Linked DNA regions of Columba livia: region 2 is linked to region 1. Evidence: chromatin contacts called from public Hi-C data. All regions are on one chromosome and are shown on one strand. The core of a region is the stretch at or near the end of the contact, and the rest is flanking DNA. Distances in the headings are between cores, read along the strand shown.

What was found. A called contact is a pair of places that touch in the nucleus more often than the background predicts.
Region 2: a contact with region 1 is called in a Hi-C map of crop, with 3 times the contacts expected there. The contact joins the promoter of LOC102086650 here to the enhancer-like site in region 1. A contact is called at or near these places in 2 of 2 Hi-C or Micro-C datasets (crop and liver).

The regions. Positions count from the first base shown.
Region 1 is chr11:17,582,896-17,588,820 of bColLiv1.pat.W.v2, reverse strand. No RefSeq gene overlaps it. Among named protein-coding and RNA genes, the nearest start is that of CA12, 30 kb to the left of the region's middle. Within about 2 kb of position 2,805, at least 3 of the 3 cell types and tissues checked have an H3K27ac peak away from gene starts, as active enhancers do.
Region 2 is chr11:17,681,796-17,687,720 of bColLiv1.pat.W.v2, reverse strand. It overlaps LOC102086650 (zona pellucida sperm-binding protein 3), which reads right to left and starts at 2,657. Exons shown (of 9, transcript XM_005501115.4): 1 at 1,827-2,657; 2 at 1,364-1,482; 3 at 1,181-1,284; 4 at 785-962; 5 at 568-688; 6 at 105-196. The coding sequence starts at 2,222. FBXL22 (F-box and leucine rich repeat protein 22) reads right to left here. Exons shown (of 2, transcript XM_005500980.3): 2 at 2,796-5,925.

The DNA of each region.
Region 1 (5,925 bases), core at 1,556-4,055:
ACAGATGTTGTCATGGGACAAAGAAAGCAAATGCTTCTGGTCATAAGAAGCAGGAAATAAGGAAGACACGTTAGAGTATCTTCTGATTCTAAAACTTTGCATGAATACTCTGAAGGAAAAGATGTGTAAATAATTAAAAGAGAACACGTGAACAAATATGCCTTTTTAGGACTGTTACTGTATTTTCTCTTTAATTTGGTTGCACTAAATTTTTGGTAAGTCAGTGTTCGCCCACTGAGTTAGTTACATAATTAAAAAGAGATACATTAATCTGGTCCCTAAAATTAAAAGGAAAAAAGATAATTTCTACTACTACTTAAAGCTTAATAAGGGGCTTCACTAACAAATTTTAGGACCCTGCACATCTCACAATAAAAGTAGTGGAAAATTTCATTGGAACACTTGCCTGCACTCCAAAGCCCAGTTTTGCTGTAGGTGAACCTCTGCGGGGAGGCCGAGCTCCCTTGTTGGAAACCGCCGATGTACATCAAGAGCGACAGACTTGCCGCGGAGTCTTTCAAGAAGCACTTAAGCATCTGACATCTCTAAAAACACAAAGCACAGACCTTTAGATCTTAAATTCATGAAAGCAGTGAGTGTGGTAGTATATTATCAAGGTATGGGGGGGTCTTTGGTGACCAGCTGAAAATCAGAAGCACAGAGCAATTTTATTAATAGACAGTATCACTTAAAATATTCTAGATATGGTAAACACGCAAAGATGGTCAACATACAGAGGTACTGGCCATCTCAGCCATGTCTATACCTGAATCTTTGATTATTAATGCAACCTAATAATTGGCATTAGTTACCATAACGCACTATTCATCTTGGTCACACAGAAAATGCTATGGACACCATCATGTCTCCACGCAAGACAAACACCTGTCTGTCAAAAAGCTGTCAAAAGCCCAGTGGAATCGGGGATCTACTTCATCGGTATGGAGAAACATACAGTAATCAAAACCGGCACTGGTCACCTTTTCCCCAAAGCAAGATAATTTTGGAAAGATCTTTGGAACACAAATCGAAGTTTTCACTTGTTATTTGGAAACTGAAAATAAAAATAATATCTTGTTCTCTTGGTTTAATATCAGAAATCAACCTCTCGAAAGATAACTGGCAAAAACAACCTTGTTATTGTTTTGCACGTTACTGGAATTATAAAGTGCCACAAAGGTCATTTACTGTTTGAGTTATTAAAGATTACATTTCTGTCATAAAATGGTGACTATAGGGTAAGTACCACAGAACGCTCTGCATGCAATTCCAGGTGAGTGAAGCAAGCTGTGGCTTCTGCACTCAACCACAGCCCTTCACCTGACGTTATACGGCAGTCACAGGACGATGTATCATGGGATCAAAGGCTACCATGTCACACTGCAACCCACTTCTAGAAAACTTACCTGACTCTCTTGGTCTTGTGGTTTCATTTAGGTAGAATTTAAATAGAGAGAAAAAAACACTTTCAAACAACGTATGAAGTATTTAATTCTACAGCCTTAAGCAAAGCACAGCTTGGAAACTTTATTATCATTGAATCACTTTGATCTTTACAGAAAGAGCTACGGTGTCATAAGTTGAAGAAAACTGGCAGGCAGTAATAACATTAACTCCTGAAAACTTCTAAATATGTGGCTGAAAGGGAGTTTGTTCTGATACTAACTTGTAATGAAAGCCATGATAAATAAAATATTAACAACTTTGTTTTAAATTCTTAATTTCCAAGAGGTGGCCCTTACTATGGAAGAAAGTTCAAGGGTTAATTAACAGGGTTAACTCTATTAGCTGTGTTTGATCTCTAGTTTGCATCATATACTCAAATTTAAAAACTAAAGTTCCTAAGCTTTATTGTTTGCTTTAGGGCTGCAATAATTTTATTTTCTATTATTAAACCTAACTTTTGAGAAAGCACACTGCCACAAGAGAACTGCTGATACTGAATTCTGTCGTCTATTTGTCCAATATGATTCCGCACTCAAAGAATCTCCAGTGAACGGGAAATACCACACGACTTACTTCGAAAGCCTGCTGCAGGTAAGTCGGAGTAGTTCCAGGAGCAGAACAGAAACCACCACTCCAAAGACGAGCACGATTTTCCACACTGATGCTTAATGGCTGCCCCAGTGTGCACAGCAACAAACCGCGCAAGGGAAGAAAGCAGCAGGGAGACCAGCCAGACAAAGCCCTGGCATAAAAGAGGCAGGGGAAAAAGCACAAAGAACTGTTATCCATATTACATTTTCCACTGGCATCCGAAATTTCTAACGGCATCTCCATGAGGCAGATAAATGGGTTAGAGAGTTGCAGAGTAAATACCACAAAACAAATAAATTCTAAGGAAGAGTACATTTCCCATGACGAGAAACTATTTTTTTAATTTTAAGAAAAATCAAACTAGCTATTTCCTCTCTGATGTGGAGAGGGTGGTTAAAAAACAGTTAAGTAACTGCATCTATTTATGCAAACTACATTCCTACCGAAAGAGGAAGGACTGCTGTGAGGAAATACAGAAACGCAAGAACAGCTTCTAAAACCACTTTTGGTAGAGTCTGTCTCTTACAGTAGTTATGGTTCTTGGGAATACCTGCCGGGCACCGAAAATCAAACAACAGTGCCTTGAAATGGATTTAAAGGCGCGTATGGAAACGAGGGCCTGCCCGGGCACGGCAGCGGGCGCAGGCCGCGCTGGCAGCCGGGCTGAGGCGGCGGGACAGGCCGGGGACAGGCCGGCCCGGGTGGGACACCCCGGCGGGCACCCCCGGCTGTGTGGTGACCGGGAGGGCGGCCCCACAGAAACGCCAGAGGAGACAGTGCGGGGGCGAGCTGCCGCCGCCATCTCAGAACGCCGCCATCCCCGCTCGGAGGCCCGGCTGGGCCTCACCGAGGCCGAAGCACAGCGGCGGCTGCCCGGGTGGCTGCGGGTGAGGGGAACGGAGTTCAGACCCGACGGATCTGGGCCCGGCGGCTCCTCGCCCCTCCCCGAGGGCGGCTCCGTCACCCCGATGTCAGAACACCGCCGCTCCCGCTGAGGAGACGGGCAGCCGCCGTGAGATGGCCGGTGCCCGCTCCCGCTCCATGCAGCCGGTGCTCGATCTCCGCACCGCGCGGAAAACCGCGAGGTTCGTGCCGGAAAGCAGCACCGGCAGCGGCTCCGCTGCCCTCTGCCCCTGAAGGCGGGGCCGCCGCTTCCCGCCGCCTCTGCCGGTGTCCCCGCAGCCCGGGAGGTTTCCCCGCACCCCGGGCTGCAGCTCCGCCGGGACCCGCGGCGGCCGCGGGGCTGGGGGAGGCACAAGCGGAGCGAGGCCCCGCCGGGCGGGACGCGGGTTCGCGCCCGAGCTGCTCCGGAGACACGGGGGAAAGCGGCCCCACGGGCTGTTCTCCTCCCCTCCCTCGAAACAGATAACATTTCTGCTGAGTAACGTGGCACTCAAAGAACAGTTAATTAACTGAATACTATTTTCAAAGGATTGCCCATCCCTACACTGGGCAGAGCACCGCTATTCTGGAAAATTACTTACAAACAGTACTTAAGACATAGGTGGTGGCCTTTTCCCAGTATTTTATTGGTTCAGAGCATAACTGTGAGCTGTACAAAGTCACTGCATTTCAGGTGAGGAAGCTCAGAAGCAGGACTCATCAGCATTAGACATTAATGTCACGGACAGAACTTGCTGAAGCTTCTTGGAAAGATTCCGTCCGTCATCTAGAATACATACCACAGCTAGTTAGTTGCCATCTTGCCTGGGAAAGAAAAAAATAAATAGATAAATAAATAAAAGCAACCCTGAGAATTTGCCAACAGCCTCGAAAATAGATTAAATAGTCAACTTTTTATTTTTTAAAAAGCATCATTGATACAATAACTTGCACTTCACTTGTAGTTAGTTGGGTAAGTAAAGGCTGAAACATTGCCAGCGTGGACAAAATAGTGCTAAAAGTGTCAGAAATTGTGAACGCAAGCAGTTGAGAAAGGCACCTTCCATTTTCTATCCCAAGATAAGCATGTTCACAGTCTGTTTATGCTAAACCAAGTCAGAAAGGTGAGGACAAGGGTAACGCCTCCCTGATGAATCAAACCCCCTCAGTGTGAGACCAGTGGCCACCCCCAGGCTGGAGCTGTGTCACCGACACTCCCGGGGAGCTGCGCCATGAGCAGAGAAAGTCACAACTGCAGGAAGCCATCGCACCACCCACGCAAGTATTCAAAACTAAATAGGGTGAATTCTCAACACTTAGTGCGCGTTTACAGAATTCCTGTTCACTTGGAAGTCAGTACCTTGTATTCAGTAGTAGAGTTCAAGTTACACACGCTTTCCACAGTTCATTAAACGTGCTAATTCCCTAATTCCTCAGGTGAGGAACATGCTTGTATCCTGCTCAAAACTTAGAACGTGATTTAGCAAACTGAAGGAACAATATGTACCGAATATGTGCTCAGAGGAATTTACACAACATTTGTTCGCACCAGAAGCTTAATACCGATGTGCTCTGCTAAAGACAGTAACATTTTTGAAGCAACTACAAAACATCCTGGAGCACTAAAAATTCTCTTCAGTATGTTTTGCATTCCATTCTATGCCCTTTCTTTAAACCTCTAGGTGTCAAGAATAAGCTTATGCAACATAAAATCTTCATTTGTGTATCTCTTGAAGATCAGAATCTTTCCAAAGAAAAATTATTTTAAAATCTTGTATTATATTGATTTTGGTATAGTTCAAGAGCACCAAAGAGCCGCTAGTTACCTAAGTTGGAAAAAAAATCATTTAGGAAGAAGGTGATTTACCAGATTATAAAAGCTGGATACATTCATTCTATGTGTGTACCAACAACTTGCCTCTGGTCTACAAGTGTGCACTATTTGTATAGCAATTCCTCGTCTGCAGCCAAAAATAGATCCAGGAACTGTAATAAATCACCAATTTCAAGCAGAGTAAGCATGCTTGCTATTTCCTTTCAACAAACAGAGAATGCAAACGTATTTAAAATGTTATTGGGGTGCAGATGCAGGCCACTGCTTCTGTGAGAACTGAGAGACTTGCAGAAGAGATTTTAGGACTGCTGAGCATCTAGAACCAGTTCAGATCAAGGGGATCTGCAAGATAATGTTTAAACAGCTGGTCCTAAAGCAGCAAACTTGTCTGCCAGAAGAAAAAAGAGAGTAATAATAATAATAATAATAATGTGTAACAAGAATGTAACTCTAGCTTTCTGTTGAGGTAAAGAGCCAATACATCCCTTCAGCTAAACAGTTCATTAGATGAACAAGTAAAAAGCACCAACTTTAGAAGCTACTTGTCATCCATGTGTTTCAAATTTATTCCTTAGGGTGCCCACTTGGGTGTCTCAACCACTAATCTGCTTTTATCTTGAGCAGACAAAACCATTCCTTCCTTAGGTTCACTCATTTTCATACCCACTGTAACTGACAAACCAGAGTAATTTGAAACTGAAGAACTATATATATATATATATATATAAACAGTCAACAGATATTCCTGTCAAATCCCTCTGTATTCAGTGTAGAAGGAAGCTGGACAAACAATATTTGCTATATTAATTCATGATATTTGTGCCTCAGGTAACTTCTAAACCTTTCACATAACCCTGATTTAAAGCAAAACAAAAAAGAAAACATTAACAGCCAAAGTGATTAGATAATTCTTAGTCAAACTAGAGATTGTGTCTCATGTTACCTTTACTGGTATTGCCAGAAGTCACTTTGGAAGGGTATTTCATGACACTAAACGTCTGGTTCCTTATGAAGCTGGAGGTCACTGAAATAACGTACTTAGATTTAAACAATCGCTAAAGAATAGAGGATATTTCAGGAGAAATCTAAAGAACAGTCCAGTGCAGAAACCAGCAAAGCCACACAAAAACCCCTGTGGTTTGCCGTGGAAGTTAAGCAAAGCTTTACAGATG
Region 2 (5,925 bases), core at 1,408-3,907, 99 kb before region 1:
AAAACCCTCCCAAATGCAGATGGCAAACCCCTCCTTCCTGGAAGGTGACACACACTAGGTGAGAAGCCCAAGCCTCTGGTCAAGCCACTGTTCCAGCTACTCACAGGCTGCTGGCTTTGTTGAAGGAGCAAGCCTTGTTCAGAGGGTCTGGATCTCGGTCAGCTGGGGAGACCTTCAGGTGGCAGGTGATGTAGATCTGGAGAGGCCAGGCAGAACAGAGGGGTCAGGCTTTCACATGCACCATGAAGCTGGTCTCTGACAGGACCACCATCTCCCTGGAGCAGCTCAACCCCACCCTGCTGCCTTCAAGCCACTCTGGGATTCAGATATTGAAGCTCATAAGGAAGACTTGTCTTGACCAGTATCAGAACTGGTCTCCAAGGAATATCCTCAGCTCAGAGGACCATGACCCAGAAGCAGTAATATAGAGTGATCTCATTCTGAGTCTGCTGTGAGGCAATTGCCTTGGGAATGTAATCCTAAACAAAACCACATTGACATTGTTAATGGAATGAGGCTACAACCCCACCTAGACCAGGGAGTTCACTTGCTTTAGGAAGAACTTACCAGGTTGCTGGAGCCTCCTGCAAACTTGAATGCATCTACTTCAAACTGAAGCACATCTGGCCTGGGCCTTGGGGATATAAAAGCTGAGCTGGCGTCATCCAGTTGCCCATCCACCAAGCACCTAGACACAAAAGCAAGGGCCAGGATGATCCCACTGTCAGAGACATCCATCACCTACAGAGAGGTACCTCTAAACAAGGGCACAGGCAGCTCTCACCCGCTGAAGTCAATGAAGGCATACTGGGGAGAAGAGCTCCTGGCTGGGGTTGGGGTGGCCACACAGTTATCCACAAAAAGCCTCAGAGGTGCATGGTTCTCTGTGTTGACACCAGCTTGGAAGTGGAGGACCTCTCCCAGTTGAAACACAGTGGAGACTCTCTCAGCACTCCAGTCATCTGGAAGGAGAGAGGTCGCCAGGCAGCAGCTTGTTCTTCACTGCTTCCCCCCAAGGAAACCCCAATGGGCACAAAGCTCTGGGTACTCACCAAAACTCTACCCAACCCCAGATGTCCCAGGAGCACTGGGGTGATAACAGCACCAGCTGTGCCACCCAGCAGAAGCATGGCCAGTCCAGGATGCTGTGCACCAGAGGAGACCCTCACCCAAAACCTACCATTCATGAGGCGCAGAGAGAAGGGTAGCTTCTCCTCGGAGGCCAGGGTGGAACGAAAAGGCATCCACGTAGGATTGACACCATTGCTGCTCACGTTGGCCATCCTGGAAAAGAGATGCCCATGGTTAAATATGCTCCGGGGCAGCAGAAGGGCTTGCTTGGTACCCACCTCCATCAGCTCACCTTGGGTAGTGGCACTCGATAGGGACCACGGCAGGGCTGGTGCGGATGATGACAGGGTTGCCGGCAGGAACTGGCTTGTAGTTTAAGCTTGTGCTGTAGACCAGAGCATCAGGAGTCACCTGGGGAAAGACGAGATACATTATCCAGTCACTGTTCCTCAGCAACACACACAGAGCAGCACATTCAAGCCCGGAAACTCAGAGCTGAGATGTTTCTTCTGGAAGGTTCAGACACATCTATATTCACCAGGAAACAGCTAATTTCTCTGCCTGTTGCACACCCTTCACTGCACACACATCCCCAGAGAAGACAGCCCAGCTCCTGCTGCCCTTGGAAAGCAGACCGAGATGTTCAGCTGCTAGGAAAGGCTTTAGAACCTTTCCCCAAGCCCAAATACACCACAGCCCCCTGCCAGCCTCAGCACCCCAAGATGCAGCCCCCCACCCTCAGGCCCCAGCCTTACCCTGAGGGTGCTGCCGCACTCATGCAGCCCGGCCACGAAGGTCACGGTGGTGTCAGCAGAACCCTGGGCTGTAGGCAGGCAGGCGGCCGAGCCCAGGGTCAGCTCCGCAGCCCTGACCAGCCGCCCCGTGCCAAAGAGGTCCCTGTGCACCGTGACCACCACCTGCGCCTCCTGGCACCGCACGGCCACAGGGTGCAGGGGGGCGGCAGCCTGGAGCTGAGAAATGTCCACCCATGCCCAGGGGGAGGGCTGGGGGAAGGCACGGGGCTGCCCCACGTCCCCTCTGTACCCCCAGAGCTCTGCCTCCCGTCCAGGGAGGCTCCATGGGCTGTAAGCAGCCACCTCCCCCAAAACCCAGCAGAAAAGAGCAAACCCCAGGCTGCTTCCAGGCCTCATCCTGCCCACCAGGGTCCAGCACAAAGAGCAGCTCCTGCCCAGGGCCTTTTATAGCCCACATCTCCTACAGCCCAGGGGATGCTCAGGTCCTCGGGCAACTGGCAACACCTGTGAGCACTCAGTTCCCTGCTCTAATTAACTAATTAAGTGCTGGATGGGGTCCCTTGCTCACAGGAGAGATATTGAGTTGGCTGTGCAGCCAGTTGCAGTTTTCTCCCTTGCTTTTTTGGTAGCAACCAGCTCTGTAAGATCCATAGAGATGTGTCCCACCTCCAGGCCACATGTCCCAAACCATATGTTCCATGTGTCCCACCCCCAGACCATGGGTCCTTCTGCTGTGAGGTCTCTGGGGGATGGTGTGGAGGGTGACACTTTCAGATCCTCTCTATGCCCAGCGTGGGGTTTAAGAGCCTCAGGACCCGGGGTCAGCTCTAGGGGGAAGGAACCACCCAGTCATGTTAATATCTTTATAAAATAAATGGCACCCTGGGGATTCTCCGGTGTCTGATATAGAGCTGTGTGTGGGGAGCAGCCTCTACAGCCAGAGGAGAGCAGACCCTATTGCAAGGATTAGGGTTTATCTGACAGGATTTTTAATTGCTGTTTACAATCTGCAAGTGGGTTATTTTTAATCAAGGAAATTCTCCCGTGACATCAGGATTATGAGGCTTTTTAGCTGTATTGTAGAGCACCAGTGATGCTTTTTTAAATTGTGTACGTCTGTTTCCTCCTTTTAATTAACATTATGCAGATATGTGTCTTTGCCCCTTCCTTTCTCGTATCTGCAAGAGATTTGGCACTTCGAAAGCAAGGGGTGTAGTGTGCGCACACAGGACAACATGCACACGTTAACCTCGGTGGTTCTGGGGCTTAACGAGCATACACAGGGTGGTCATTTTGTACACACGTAGTAAAACAAATCTGTTGCTTCGTGTTGCAGCTGTTGTGTCTGCTGACAGCCAGGTGCTGTGCGCTCTGTGTGTGCAGTAAGTTCCCTCATGAAACCCTCACGCTCACTGTGCAGATGCGATACAGCAAATGTAAACATACACAGTAGATCGGTTGCTTCAGGGACATCGCCGACTTAATATTGTTGGGAAAAATAGCTGGTTTGTGTTTGCATAGTACACACAGAAAGATGTGAGAAGAGGTGCAAAAAAACCCCAGTGAACATGATCTGCTGCTACCAAGACCTTCTGTGGGTTTTTTGGAAAGGAAAACTGCCAGGAGAGGGCGCATGAGTTATGCTGGTGGGATGTGTATGTCCCAAGATTTGTAGGATTAAAGTATTCCGAACCCTCTAATGTAGCTGTATATTTTATATTTAGAGCTTCACCTTCTTCAGATTGTCTAAAGACGTTTCCTGCATTGGAAAACTGTAAATATTTTGCCGTCCAGCACTTATATCCTCAAATTGATAGAAAGCATCAACCCAAATGTATCCACTCAATCAAAAATATTTTATGAATTAAAATTCTGTTATTTTTGTGCATCTTATATGCTGATCTTCAGTCTTGGGGTTCACATCTGTTTAATCGCATTGAAATAAAGGGGAGGAAAAGCGACATGAATTCAGGACTGTTAAGAATAAAAATGGGTCTTGATTGCCCTGTGTGTGATAACCTGATGCGGCTTCCAAGTAGACACGTTGGTTTACGACACCTTTTTTTTCATATTTTCATAAAATGATGGCTAACAAGCCTTCCTCTCCCTGGTTCGTCAGAGTCGGGGTCTGCGAAGAGTAAAAAATGCTTCAGCAACGATAAGAGAACTTTTAACAGAACTCAAAAGGCTTGGAACTGAAGAAGAGGTTAATGTCTGTCCTTCCCGTCTGCGCTTCCAGTTTCATTCCTTACTGTGTAGTGCATAAGGGTCTTAGATTTTAGAAATAATTTCATGAAAGACCAGAACATTACAGTCTCATGACATTAAATATCTTTAAGTTGTGAAGAAACAATAATGAAATTATTTTATTTGTCTTCTGGGTGAGCGTTTCTTACAGATGCTCAGACCAACTGAGCGTTTCTCTAGAATTTCAGCTGTGTTTGACTAAGTTTCTGTAATGCTGTGATTTATTTCTTAGCTCAGACAAATCAGAGAGTACCAAAAGATATCTGTGGATCAATTAAGCAGAATGGAAAGGAGGAGTAAGTATATTCACTTCTGTTGAGAGCTGTGAAGTCCTCTTTCCATTTTTGATGTGACACATAAGGAATGTTTTTGGGAGTTCATAGCCAGCTCATCAGTTCTCGCAGAGGAAAGAATAAACTCTAGGAACATAGACTATTAAAATAAAGTGTGGGGTTTGAACCTCGCAATGTTTTTTCTGTGTTGTTATACTGAGGCAGACTGAAGAAGGACAACTTCTGCAGTACGGTTGACTGGGTGAGGTGGCGCTCAGAAACGTTCACCTTTCCTCAGGCAGAAATCCACCAGTGTGCGAAGAGCCTTGGAACGTGGTGTTGCCGGTCATGAGTACTCGACACCACAATCAAATCCCAGTGTGTTCTATCAAGGCAAATTTTATATGGCAGAATTAAACTGTGCCGGCCTTTTGTGTCAAATTTTGTAGACGATGCCACGGCAACCCTTTATTAAAAAACAAAAGAAGTTGTTTCACTTCTGTGTAGCAGAGCAGCATGCAGGAAAGTCACAGCCTTGTGGTTTGGGATGAAAATAGCTATTTGGTTTGTCTTTTGCAGTGAGAAATGGGGTGTTTCTGTAGGTCTGGACTGTAGTGTGTTCCTAATTTAACATTTAAAGCTATAGGTTGTAAGTCACTGTCTTTTCCTGTAGGTTAGTTATGTAAACTAGCATTTGTTCATATTGTGCTTCCTTTAATGCCAACTTCAAAAAATCTTTGCATATCTTGTCAAAGTACATCATGCAGAGGGTAAAACTGTATTTTGCACACACTGCCGTGCATCCCTCATTTAATAAATAAGCCTAACAAATGGGCTACAAATGTTAATCGCTGAGCAAGTGTCGGTTGTCAGGTGCTCTGCTTTTGCTAGAAACATCTTAGGTGGTGTGCTTATTGGCCTCAGCAGAGGGAATGACCATATGGATATACCCTTTCACAGATATTTGTTAATAACTCTCTCTCTGAAATTGATGTAACTCATACAGTGACTCTATCTGCTGTGGTTTTATGCCCTTTCCCGTTACATAAGGAGCGTAGAAAGCGAGTGGGCCTGGTCCCAACCTCACGACTCAACAGGAGGGTTCTCTTTGCATCTCCTGACTCGGTGTGAATTGTTCAAACTCAATTCTAACTCCATTCGCCTTTGTATGCTTCTTCCATGCAGTAATCAATAAGGGGAACCTTGCCATCACGCTTACTAAACCTTGTCAAAGCACTGTTAAAATTTATTAAATTCTATCGAATTTATTGAACTCTGTCAAATTACCATTTTTACCGCAATACAACATATTGCTGCCTCTCTTCTGAGTGAGGTGCATTCCGCTTATCTGCGACATGAGGGCTTCAAAGTTGAAGTTTTCAGTCTTAATCAGGTCTGGCATTCGCGGCAGCAATGCAGGGTTTTCCAGTTTCAAAGAACAGAATGCAAACAGGTTTTTCCTCAAGACTGCCCCAGTGGAGATGCCGCAGCCTTTACAACCATTTGTAAATGCAGGAAAGCAGCCACGGTTCATTGAAGCTACACTGCCTGAGAGGAGAGTGGAACTGAGGTAAAACACC